Linked DNA regions of Zea mays: region 1 is linked to region 2. A link is a contact called in public Hi-C data. All regions are on one chromosome and are shown on one strand. The core of a region is the stretch at or near the end of the contact, and the rest is flanking DNA. Distances in the headings are between cores, read along the strand shown. Region 1 holds the start of LOC100282953 (40S ribosomal protein S17-like). Region 2 holds the start of LOC100502297 (root-specific kinase 1).

The links. Hi-C and Micro-C count contacts between places; a contact is called where the count stands out from the background.
Region 1: a Hi-C map of leaf shows a contact between it and region 2, with 2.5 times the contacts expected there. The contact joins the promoter of LOC100282953 here to the promoter of LOC100502297 in region 2. A contact is called at or near these places in 7 of 25 Hi-C or Micro-C datasets (bundle sheath, ear, endosperm and 2 more).

What each region holds. Positions count from the first base shown.
Region 1 is chr9:11,658,421-11,663,395 of Zm-B73-REFERENCE-NAM-5.0, reverse strand. It overlaps LOC100282953 (40S ribosomal protein S17-like), which reads left to right and starts at 1,989. Exons shown (of 1, transcript NM_001291552.2): 1 at 1,989-2,663. The coding sequence starts at 2,077. The coding sequence ends at 2,505.
Region 2 is chr9:11,458,099-11,463,422 of Zm-B73-REFERENCE-NAM-5.0, reverse strand. It overlaps LOC100502297 (root-specific kinase 1), which reads right to left and starts at 3,695. Exons shown (of 4, transcript NM_001349038.1): 1 at 3,126-3,695; 2 at 2,900-3,035; 3 at 2,646-2,782; 4 at 1,337-2,136. The coding sequence starts at 3,512. The coding sequence ends at 1,471.

The DNA of each region.
Region 1 (4,975 bases), core at 740-3,239, 200 kb before region 2:
CTCATTCAATCTTCTCTGATATCTTTAGGTTGCTGGACAGCAACGTCCTCTATATTCATTCTCTATATTCGTCTTTTACAATCTTCTCTAAAAGATTTCATCCTCTATATTTTTTTCCTCTCTAACAACATCCTCTAAATCACGTCCTATATACGTAAATATCTATATTAAAGACATTTTTTACTTTTGTACATACGTATTTATCATACTCTCAAATGTATTATACATATTTTAGTTTTGCTAAACCAGTTATTTTAAGTATTCAAATGGATAGAGGGTCGTCTAGAAAAACTCTATATATAGAGAATCCAGCAGTGTCCTCTAAATTTAGGGTGTGTTTGGTTGTGGGACAGCTAGGACGGGATCGTCCCCTGACGTCCTCTCTCGTCCCTCCAATTTTGAGGGACAACAGGGGACAACACAGGATAGTACTGTCCCAACCCTTGACCCAGAACCAAACAACCTAATTTGAGGGATCGTCCCATCCCATCCCGTCCTATTCAAATGGATAGAGGATCGTTAAGAGGACACTGCTAGAGAGCGTAGAGAACCGTTTGATCCTCTATATTATGGTACAGAAGCTTTTAAAGTATCTTGTTGGAGTCAGTCTTAAACCCAAACAAGCCTCTAGTGAGTGTAAAACCTCTTACACTCTCTCACCGAAACGAATATATTGCAGAAGGAACAGAACGACAAAAGCATTGATACGGTGGCGGCGTGATGGGATCCAGTGGCGAGCATATTTTCCAACAGGTTCGTCTTCGCAGAGCAGGTAGTTCATTGCTCAACCGGTCAAGCGTATCGGACAAGGAGTGTCACAGTTGGCACTCAGGCAATTTGAGGGCGAAGCAAAATCTGTTGGTATTGGTCTGTCTCATCAGTGGTCTTTGAGGAGGAGGCACCGTTTACCAATGTGCTTGCAAAAGGCGAGAGCGTCAACAAGGCTGAAACTTCTTCAATACACGCCACAAATCAACACATGAACAGTCAAAGAAAGACACTTCACCTCACCACATCCTTCCAAAGATGCCGTTCCCTTCATTTGATGCTGCTTGGATCGACAAGTGTCACAATTTACTTCGCCATTTTCAGCATTCCTACAACTCTATGGGTTACGATGGGGCAGCATCCATGCACTTAGATGGGAATCTAGCAAAGTGGTGACATACTTTCTTGGCAGATTATCCAAATCAGTTCCAATCTAGCAAAGGATGAGAAGATAGATGGAGAGAGAACTCTTCTCTTGATTACTTCTTTAAGATGTGTATTAAACTTAGAATCAATATTGCAAGAGAGTGGAGAACCCAAGAAGATAGTAATCGTAATAAGTGAAAGGAAAATGTGACACAACGATTTTTACCGTGGTTCGGCCAATGCCTACTCTACGTTGTGGTGACCTCTTTTGGTTAAGGGTTACACTCAACCCCTTTCAAGTGATCTAAAGATCAAACTTGAGATCAACAGTGAACCTGTACCCATCTATAATAAGTCAAAATCCTCCGATCCACCCCAATCCACATGAAATTGGAATAACCGAACAAGGTGCTTATTCGTTTCACCCTTAATCCATATGGATTGCGTAATATTGAGTTGGTTTAAATCCATAGTAAGTCAAAATCTATCCCTATTTATTCCAATACACTACAATTTAGGTCTTATTCGATTATTCCTATTATACATGGATTGTATGAGATTAGAAAAAAATTAAGAAAGTTTGACTTGTTTGGGATTTAAACTCACCAAATCCCACTCAATTCATATGGATCGAGAGCAAATCGAAAACCCTGATATATATAGAATTGAAATAACCAAACATAACCCGGTATGAACTGATGGGCCAAAAAGAATTCCAAAGCTCCGACACAAGCAGGCCAGGCAACAAAGCCCAACACTCGCACCATCTATATCTGTCCGCCCATATCAAATGAATAGCTCAGATCCACAACAAATAGCGAAACCCTAGCCCAAACTCGACCGCCTCTGCTATAAGTAGCTCCACTCTCTCTCCTCCAAGCCTACCCCAGCCGCCGCCGCCGCCACCGCCACCTGCCCCAGCGCGCCGCCGCCGCAGCCACCATGGGTCGCGTCCGCACCAAGACCGTGAAGAAGACCTCCAGGCAGGTGATCGAGAAGTACTACTCCCGCATGACCCTCGACTTCCACACCAACAAGAAGGTGCTCGAGGAGGTCTCGATTCTGCCCTCGAAGCGCCTCCGCAACAAGGTGGCTGGCTTCAGTACCCACCTGATGCGCCGCATCCAGCGCGGCCCAGTCCGCGGCATCTCGCTCAAGCTGCAGGAGGAGGAGCGCGAGCGCCGCATGGACTTCGTGCCGGAGAAGTCCGCGCTCGAGGTCGAAGAGATCCGCGTCGACAAGGAGACCATGGAGATGCTCGCTGCCCTCGGCATGGCCGACCTGCCCGGCGTTGAGCGCCAGGCTGAGGTCTCCAACGCCCCCGCCTACGGCCGCCCGCAGTACGGTGGTCCCCGCCGTGACCGCGTTTAGACTTCGCGGTGGTTGCCTCTTGATCGCACTGCTATTCGTAGTTGTTGTCCTACTATGCTAAACTTCTTTTAGATCTTTGGTTGCATCTGTGGCGGTTAAGTTTTGAACTTGCCTGTTATGGTATAAATTCTGAAGTGTTTGGTTCTGCGTGTGATGAACATGATAATTTATATTCTTGCGCTTTATAAGTTACTATGAGATGCTCATATTTTTTTATTTGACTGCTAGTTATCTTGAATATGTGCATGCGACATAGGGATTTGTATCTATGCTGCATGCTTTTAAATGTAATTCAAATTTGGTGTTGCTGTTAGGTTCATTGTGTACTGTGCAGATTAAATTTCTTTTTATTTTCATTCATTTGCTATACAGTTCAATGCTGCCTAGATGTTTGGCTGTTAGCTAGAGCCAATATGATCTGGGTCGGTCGATGAAGTCTTATCAATCCAATGAAACTTTAGCTATGCATTTTCAATTCAACTAGTACATTTTTAGTGTACTGAATTGGCAATATCTGTTAGCCTCTACTGAACTCTTTCTTTATTACTTGAAATTGGGTTTACTCTGTAGCATTACAACAACTTCAGATTATAGCATTTTTCACTTTCATATTTGTCGTATTCTTGTCCTCCATGTTGTCAGCACTGTGTGGTCTATTCATTTCTTTGTTTCTATAGGAAACTTGGCTTGTTTTAATTGTGTTCTATTGATGTAGTTGTTTAAATAACTTGGTTTTAAACTCATTGTTAAAGGCTGAAACGTTCCTATGATATAGAAGTAAATAGTGATCTGTTAGAACAACGATAAAGTGATTTTTCCCTTGAATACCAATATATATTGTTTGTTTGTATGTCATGCGAATTGAATTATATGTGCTTTTCTCTGTCCTTCTTTGTAGCATACGTTTGAAGTATATTCAATGGAATGTTTATTAGTACTTTGATTTGAGAATTTGTTAATGTAACCACACAAAGCCTCGTCAGTAGATGTTGTTGTAGAATGTTTCTACTGTTTTTTATTAATATTGTTCAACTTGCTGCTTCTTAAATCTATAAGGGCTAGTTTTGAAATTCAAATCCTCTCTAGGATTATTTTCCCCTCAATCCCTTCCAATCCCGGAGGGGATTTGAGTTATAAACTAGCTCTAAGGGCTGATTTGGTGACCAGGGATCACAGGGTTGGAGGGGATTGGGGGAGAAATTAGTTCATTAGCTCTAAGGGCTGATTTGGTGACCCGTGATCCCCTTGTCACCAAATCAATCCTAATTGTAATTTTATCCACCTGTTTTCTTTGATCACTGAAATTTATGTGTAGTGATGCTGTATTTTGGACACCTTCTAGATTTTTTTTGTGAATCTCGGCCTCATTAGTTTCACAAGGCATACATGTGAAATAACCTGCTGCCTTCATTTCTGTTGGCCAGCAGATGTTGAATATGACAATGGGGGGCCTGCCTGTTCTGGACTGATGGAAAACTATCGCCCATTTTTATATCAACAAGCCTCATAATTCATTTTATCCAGCAAGAATTGAAAAGAGGTGCTCCTCTGGGCAGGTTTGGTAGGTGAGACCTGTCTCACTGGCTTCAGGTTGGAACTAGACTCTCGCTGGGAACGGTTGCCTTAGTTTTTAGACTCCAGTACTCCACTCGGTGTGGTAGCATTCGGGTCCTCTGGATTCTTAGTTCAATCTGTTCCACCGTTTATTATTTGGGTACAGTGTAGGTGTTCATATATATATATATATATATATATATATATATATATATATATATATATATATATATATATATATATATATATATATATATATATATATATATATATTTTGGGGGGGGGGCGCAGACTAGAGGAACCAAAGATGATCGTCGAAGGGCTGGGTGAGGTAGTAATTATGGAATTAATAATAACACAAGTTGCGTCAGAAAACATTTGATTTTGCCAAACTTGCATTTTGTATGGTTCCTATTGTTTGCTTCATTATGGGAAGTAAAACATGTAGAACAGTGTTAGAACTTTTGTTGCTTCTGTTGTGATTGAGAGTTCAACTTACCTGTTATGCTAAAGTTAATGGACTGTTTGGTTTGATAAATAAGTTAATCCATCATCTTCTCGCTCCTCACTTTTTTTGTTTGGTTTGTGGAATGAAATAAGTTAATCCATCACCACCTAGTTAATCCATCACCACCTTATTCCTCAGTTAGTTAGTTAGTACTAATATGAGTTAATCTCACCACCTCATTTGGATGTAGTTTGGATGTTTTGATTTATCAAACCAAACACACCATGAGTGGTTTGGTCTGTGATTGACATATTCTTCGCACATGCTTTGGTAACTTAGCATGAGATGTTGCCACTTGCTATTATTCATGTGTATGTATTGTTCTGGCTGCTGACATGTGAAAGCTGTCTTTTTCGTTGACTGTTGAAATGTAACGGTCTCCAGTGTTCTGCACAGTCGCTGGCCTGC
Region 2 (5,324 bases), core at 2,446-4,945:
ATGTAAACTGACTGAACAATTGAAAATAAACAGATAGAAATACAAACAGCATGACTGTGAAATTAAAACAGACAGATCTACCATATTACAATAAGACAGAACAGATAAGATAAAATCATTCCTACATATGAAGCAGCATAGATGAATATATGAAACATATATAATATCCAGAACACATAACAGTAAGTAAATAAAACGATCATACCCTCCGATACGCTCTGATGATCCAGATCCTTGACCAGCTTCTTTTGTCATGTTGGAGATGTTTTGGGCAGTCGCGTAGACGCTCCCCAAAAACCTAATTGCCGATCCCCCGTGCAAGGTCTCGAACGGCACCGGCTTCGGAGGCACCTGCCCTCTCGTTTCTCTGTGCGCGCAGAGTCACGAGATGGAAACACCCTCACTCGGCGGCTGGATTGTGATTCTGAAAGTGTTCTCGCGTGTACCGAGTGACAGGGGTGCTCCTCTATTTAACCTCTCGCAGAGGGAAGCTGAAGGAGAGAGGTCGCCGAGTCACGCCAAGAGTCGGCCAGCTCTAGCCGAGTTATGTCATGAGTCGGCCAGCTCTCGCCGAGTCACGCCATAAGTCGGCAGCTGAAGGAGGTCACTCGGCTGGCTGACGAAGAGACAGGGTCACTCGGCTGACGTACGCGGTTAGTGAGTGCTAAAAATTAACACAACCACACCACGCTCGCCCGCTCGCCTGCACCTGCCACGCCCCGGCCGGCGGCGGCGCGCGCGCGTGTGGCACGCCCTTGTCCATTTCTTGACTTCTCAAGTTAAGTGGAATAAATCCCACCATATAAGTCAAGGCAAAAGACCCTTGGACTTCCAATGTGGTACTATTGGTATTCTCCACCATTACACACCATAGAGTTTATTCAATAAATGGGTCAAGTCCATAAAAGATCCAACAGCGAGAATGTCACTTATTTTAGGATGAAGTATTAGTTATAGGTATAGGATACTTTATCTTTAACTTTATTAGGATATCTAATTAAAGATTTTGTTGCTTTCATCTGTGTGGTGGTTGTAGTTGGTCGAGAAAATACAGGCTAGTGCTCTCGTGCTCGGCCACATGGCCCACATGTGTCCTTGGACCACCTCATTTCTAGGTCAAAAGCGAAAGCCTTTGTGGTTTCTTACCTACCAGCCTCCAGGCTCCAACCATGATCTGAGCGCATTCATACACAAAGAGGAACGATGCCAATGTTTCTTTGATCATCGTTTGCAAGAGTACACATGTTGCCTCCAGCTTTCGGTACACAAACACCTCTCGCAACTTGAGGTATTCTCGTCAATGTATCAATGATAACACAACAAAAAAAAAACTGAAACACAAAACTCTCCCCCTTGAAATTCTTGAGAGAACGAATTGACAGCATCACCAAGAAAACAGGAGGAAAAAACAAAAGAATCCATGAGCAATCTGTCAGCGAGCTATGTACACTTGCAAATTTGCAATGGCACTCATGCCCTGCTCAGGGTCGGCGGGCTCTCTGGTCTCTTCACGGCGCTGGCGTACCGGCTCCGCAGTGGGCTCTCCGCGTGGACGGCCGACATGACGTGCCTCTTGCCCTGCCTGCCGGCCGCCTCCGCGTCCGCATTGTCGTCGCCGGCGACACCGGCCTGCGCCGGCGCGGCCTCGGCCTCGGCGGCGGCTCCACCGACCGTGAACACGAACGGGCCCATGGGCACGTCGTCGTCGAGCGCCAGCAGCGGCTCGAGCGCGTCGACGACGTGTCGCATGGTGGGGCGCGCCTTGGGCACGCTCTGCAGGCACTGGTGCGCCACCCCGGCGGCCTTCTCCGCGGCGCGCGCCGAGTACTGCATCTCCAGCCCCGGGTCCATGAAGCGGTGCAGGCGGTCGGCGCGGCGGAGGTAGGGGCGCGCCCAGTCCACGAGGTTCTGCTCGCGCCCGCGCCGGCTCTTGTCGACGGAGCGGCGGCCCGTGAGCAGCTCCAGCAGCACCACGCCGAAGCTGTACACGTCGCTCTTCGCCGTCAGGTGGCCCGTCAGGATGTACTCGGGCGCCGCGTACCCGTGCGTGCCCATCACCCGCGTCGTCACGTGCGTCGCGTCCCCCTGCGGCCCCTCCTTCGCCAGCCCGAAATCCGACAGCTTCGCCGTGTAGTCCTGGAAATGAATTCACCACCACATCCATATGACAAACTCGAGGTCAGCAACAGTTGTTTGTTGGTTGCGTTTCGCCAACTTGTTGCTACAAAAGCATCACGTTCCAAAAATCCGAACTAATCACAGCACTATAATTTTCAAGCTAGGTTGGGCCGGCGTCTAGGATAAAAGAAGAAAAAAAACAGAGGTTTTTGTTTGCTTGCTACTACTAATTTGTCGGTAGGTGCAAAACAAATCGGATTTTGAGCAGGAGTGTACGTCTACTATTCCAGAACGGGAATTCTATAAAGAAGCGAGGCTTCGGCACGGAACGGTAGTTTGACAACGTGCGAGCATGCAATTAGCACGGTTGTTGGGCGTGTTGGTAAGAAACAATTTAGTTATAGCGAAAATAAAAAATATAGAGTGTGACAAGGACTAATAAAGCATCCAATGTGGTTGATGCTGGGGGGTGGGTGGGGGGGAAGAAGAGAAGAGATTGGACTTGGTGAGGCGGGCTTCTTTATTACCGAGTCGAGGAGAATATTGGAGGCCTTGAAGTCGCGGTAGATGACGGGCGTCTCGGCCTCGTGCAGGAACGCCAGCCCCTTGGCCGCGCCGACGGCGATCTTGAGCCGCGTCGACCACGGCAGCGACGCGAGGAGATCTGCAGGCAGACACATGTAGCAGGAGCTGCTGTTAATAGTCTGTGGCGTCCAGTCCAAATTACAAAAAAAAGGCTGTGTGGTGTGGTGTGGTAGCAGGCGAATGTATGGTAGCTTACTCTTGAAGAGATGGCTCTCGAGGCTTTGCCCCGGCATGTACTCGTACACCAGCATCCGGTGGTCGTCCTGGTTGCAGAAGCCCACCAGCTTGACCAGGTGCGGATGGCTCAGCATCCCGAGGTACACCACCTCCGCCTGGCGAAACAAGGCAGCGCAACCAGATCAGATCAGGGTTCGTCAGATTCAATTCATTAGAGGAGGGAAAAGTGGGGGGACGTGACGCACCAGCCACTCGCGGTGCCCCTGGACGCCGTCGCTGTCGAGGTACTTCACGGCGACGTGCTGCGGCTGGAGGCCCGGGCGGAGGCGGCCGTCCACGAAGCCCTTGTAGACGGGGCCGAAGCCGCCCTCGCCGAGGAAGTTGGTGGTGGAGAAGTTCTTCGTGGCGGCCTTGAGCTCGTCCAGCGTGAAGGCGTGCAGCTTCGTCGTCTCCAGCTTCCGCGACAGGTCCTGCAGCGACAGGGACCGCAGGTTGGCCGTGCTCAGCCGCCGCAGCGTCCGCTTCCCAACGCCGCCGGGGCGCCTGCTCGCCGGCCCCGCCGCCGCGGGCTCCTGCCCCTGCTCCTGGCCGCCGGCCCCGAAGCACCCGAACAAGCTCTCCCTCAGCCCCATGACGACCGAGTCGGAACCACCCGCGTCGTCGATCTCGTACCGTACGTCCTCGAGCGCCGCACGGACCACGGAGCGCTACGCTCGTCGGCCGGCGCTCTGAGCAGCCTGGGAGCTAGCAGCGGTGAGGAGAGCCTTGGAATGGGCCTAGAGAAGGTGTCGGTCGCTGGCGCTGGCGAAGTGGCGAGGCGGAGGACACGGAGGCACGGCGTGGTGGCAGGGTATATAAAGGGCGAGCAGGCAGCGGCTTTGTGCGGGCGTGGAAAGGCGTGGCTTCGACTTCGAGGTGGGTGAAGGTTGGGGAAGCGTCGCCTTTTTGACTTTGTGTGTAGTAGCCGGGACCGGGAGGTTAATCGCTAATTCGGGAGGTCATTTAATTAGGAGCGAGTGCTTGAATCATTGGTGATGCCGGCCCGCGGCCCGGCTGGGGTGGGTTAGTTAGCCGGTGAAAGCTCCGTGAAACGTATCATATGGCGTTGGTGATCGCTGATGTGCGAATCCATGATGTATTTGGTTGCGAGTTTTTACGAATAAAGTAAAACAAACTGTGAAGTAGTACAAAAATGAGATAGATAAGTGCTCCAATATAACATTGATGCATGGAAATCCATGCCCTATATTTTTTTTGTCCAAAATCTCGTTGTCTAATATGATTGGTCCCTATTTCTAAGGACTGGATGACAATAGAGAGATATGATTTGTCCATATTAAAATTTTCTATTACTTTCCAGATATTGTCAGGTTGATGTATTAAAAGTCTAGTCAAAAGGTGCTAAATATGTAAGCCTAAGCAAAAAAAAAATTTGGTAAATTTAGGCCATATCCTTAAACTTGAACTCTTTTTTTTTAGTTGATTGCATACCATCAACTTAAGTAGATATAATGCAAAATCTCATTTGGAACTTTTCATGAAAAATACATGGACAATAATCATCGTTAGTGCATCCATTCTAGAGAAGGTATTCATTAAGTCGGTTGTACCACACCCTTTTCGACCGTTTTAAGCCATATAGTAACATTTGAAGCTTTACACAATCCAGTGAAGGGTTCTAATAAATACGCCGCCAAATGGGCTATACTAGTGCTCTGGCCCAATTTAATCGATGAAGCGACCCATATCGAGTGTGAGATACAATCACTGGCTAGCGAGAGAGTTGAGAGCTTAAAATCCGCTTGGCTAGCGATCTTATTGGTACATAAGAGAGTAATTTAGCTAGTGTGCATCCATTGAGCTCCATAAAAGTCAGGTGAGGGTTTGTGCTTATTATTGTTGGTAATTGGAATGACCTAGCCAGATTGTTCGGTGGTGATTGGTGGAAGTCGCTTTCAGTGTGAGTGATCATCAGCTAGGATAACGAAGGTTTAAGAAAAAGCCCGTCCGTTACCTTCTATGACCTTCCATGCATGACTCGCTACATAAGCATGTACAGCTCTTACGTATGGAGATTGTACAACCTCTGTTCTTGAGTATTTGTCGTCCGTTAGTTTATTTTTGAACTAAATTGCGACAAATAAAAAACTATTTGGTTTTAAGTGAGAGGTTTGTATTTATAACGGTACCGATTGGCGCAGCCTGGCTCGGTCGTCGTCGTAGCCGAAGAGGACGCGCCAACAACTGGCCTGTGGACGGAACCGGACCCGTTCTTTATCGGAGTGGTAGGGCATGTTATGGTGTGTGTACTATTTGTTTTTCTCGGTTTTATATGCCTGGTATACGGTAGGGTAGGGCAGGGCAGTGTATGGAATCTACGGTGGACGGGGTCGTACGTGCTAGGCGCCAACAACTTAACAGCTCGTACTTGCAGGCGCAACTAA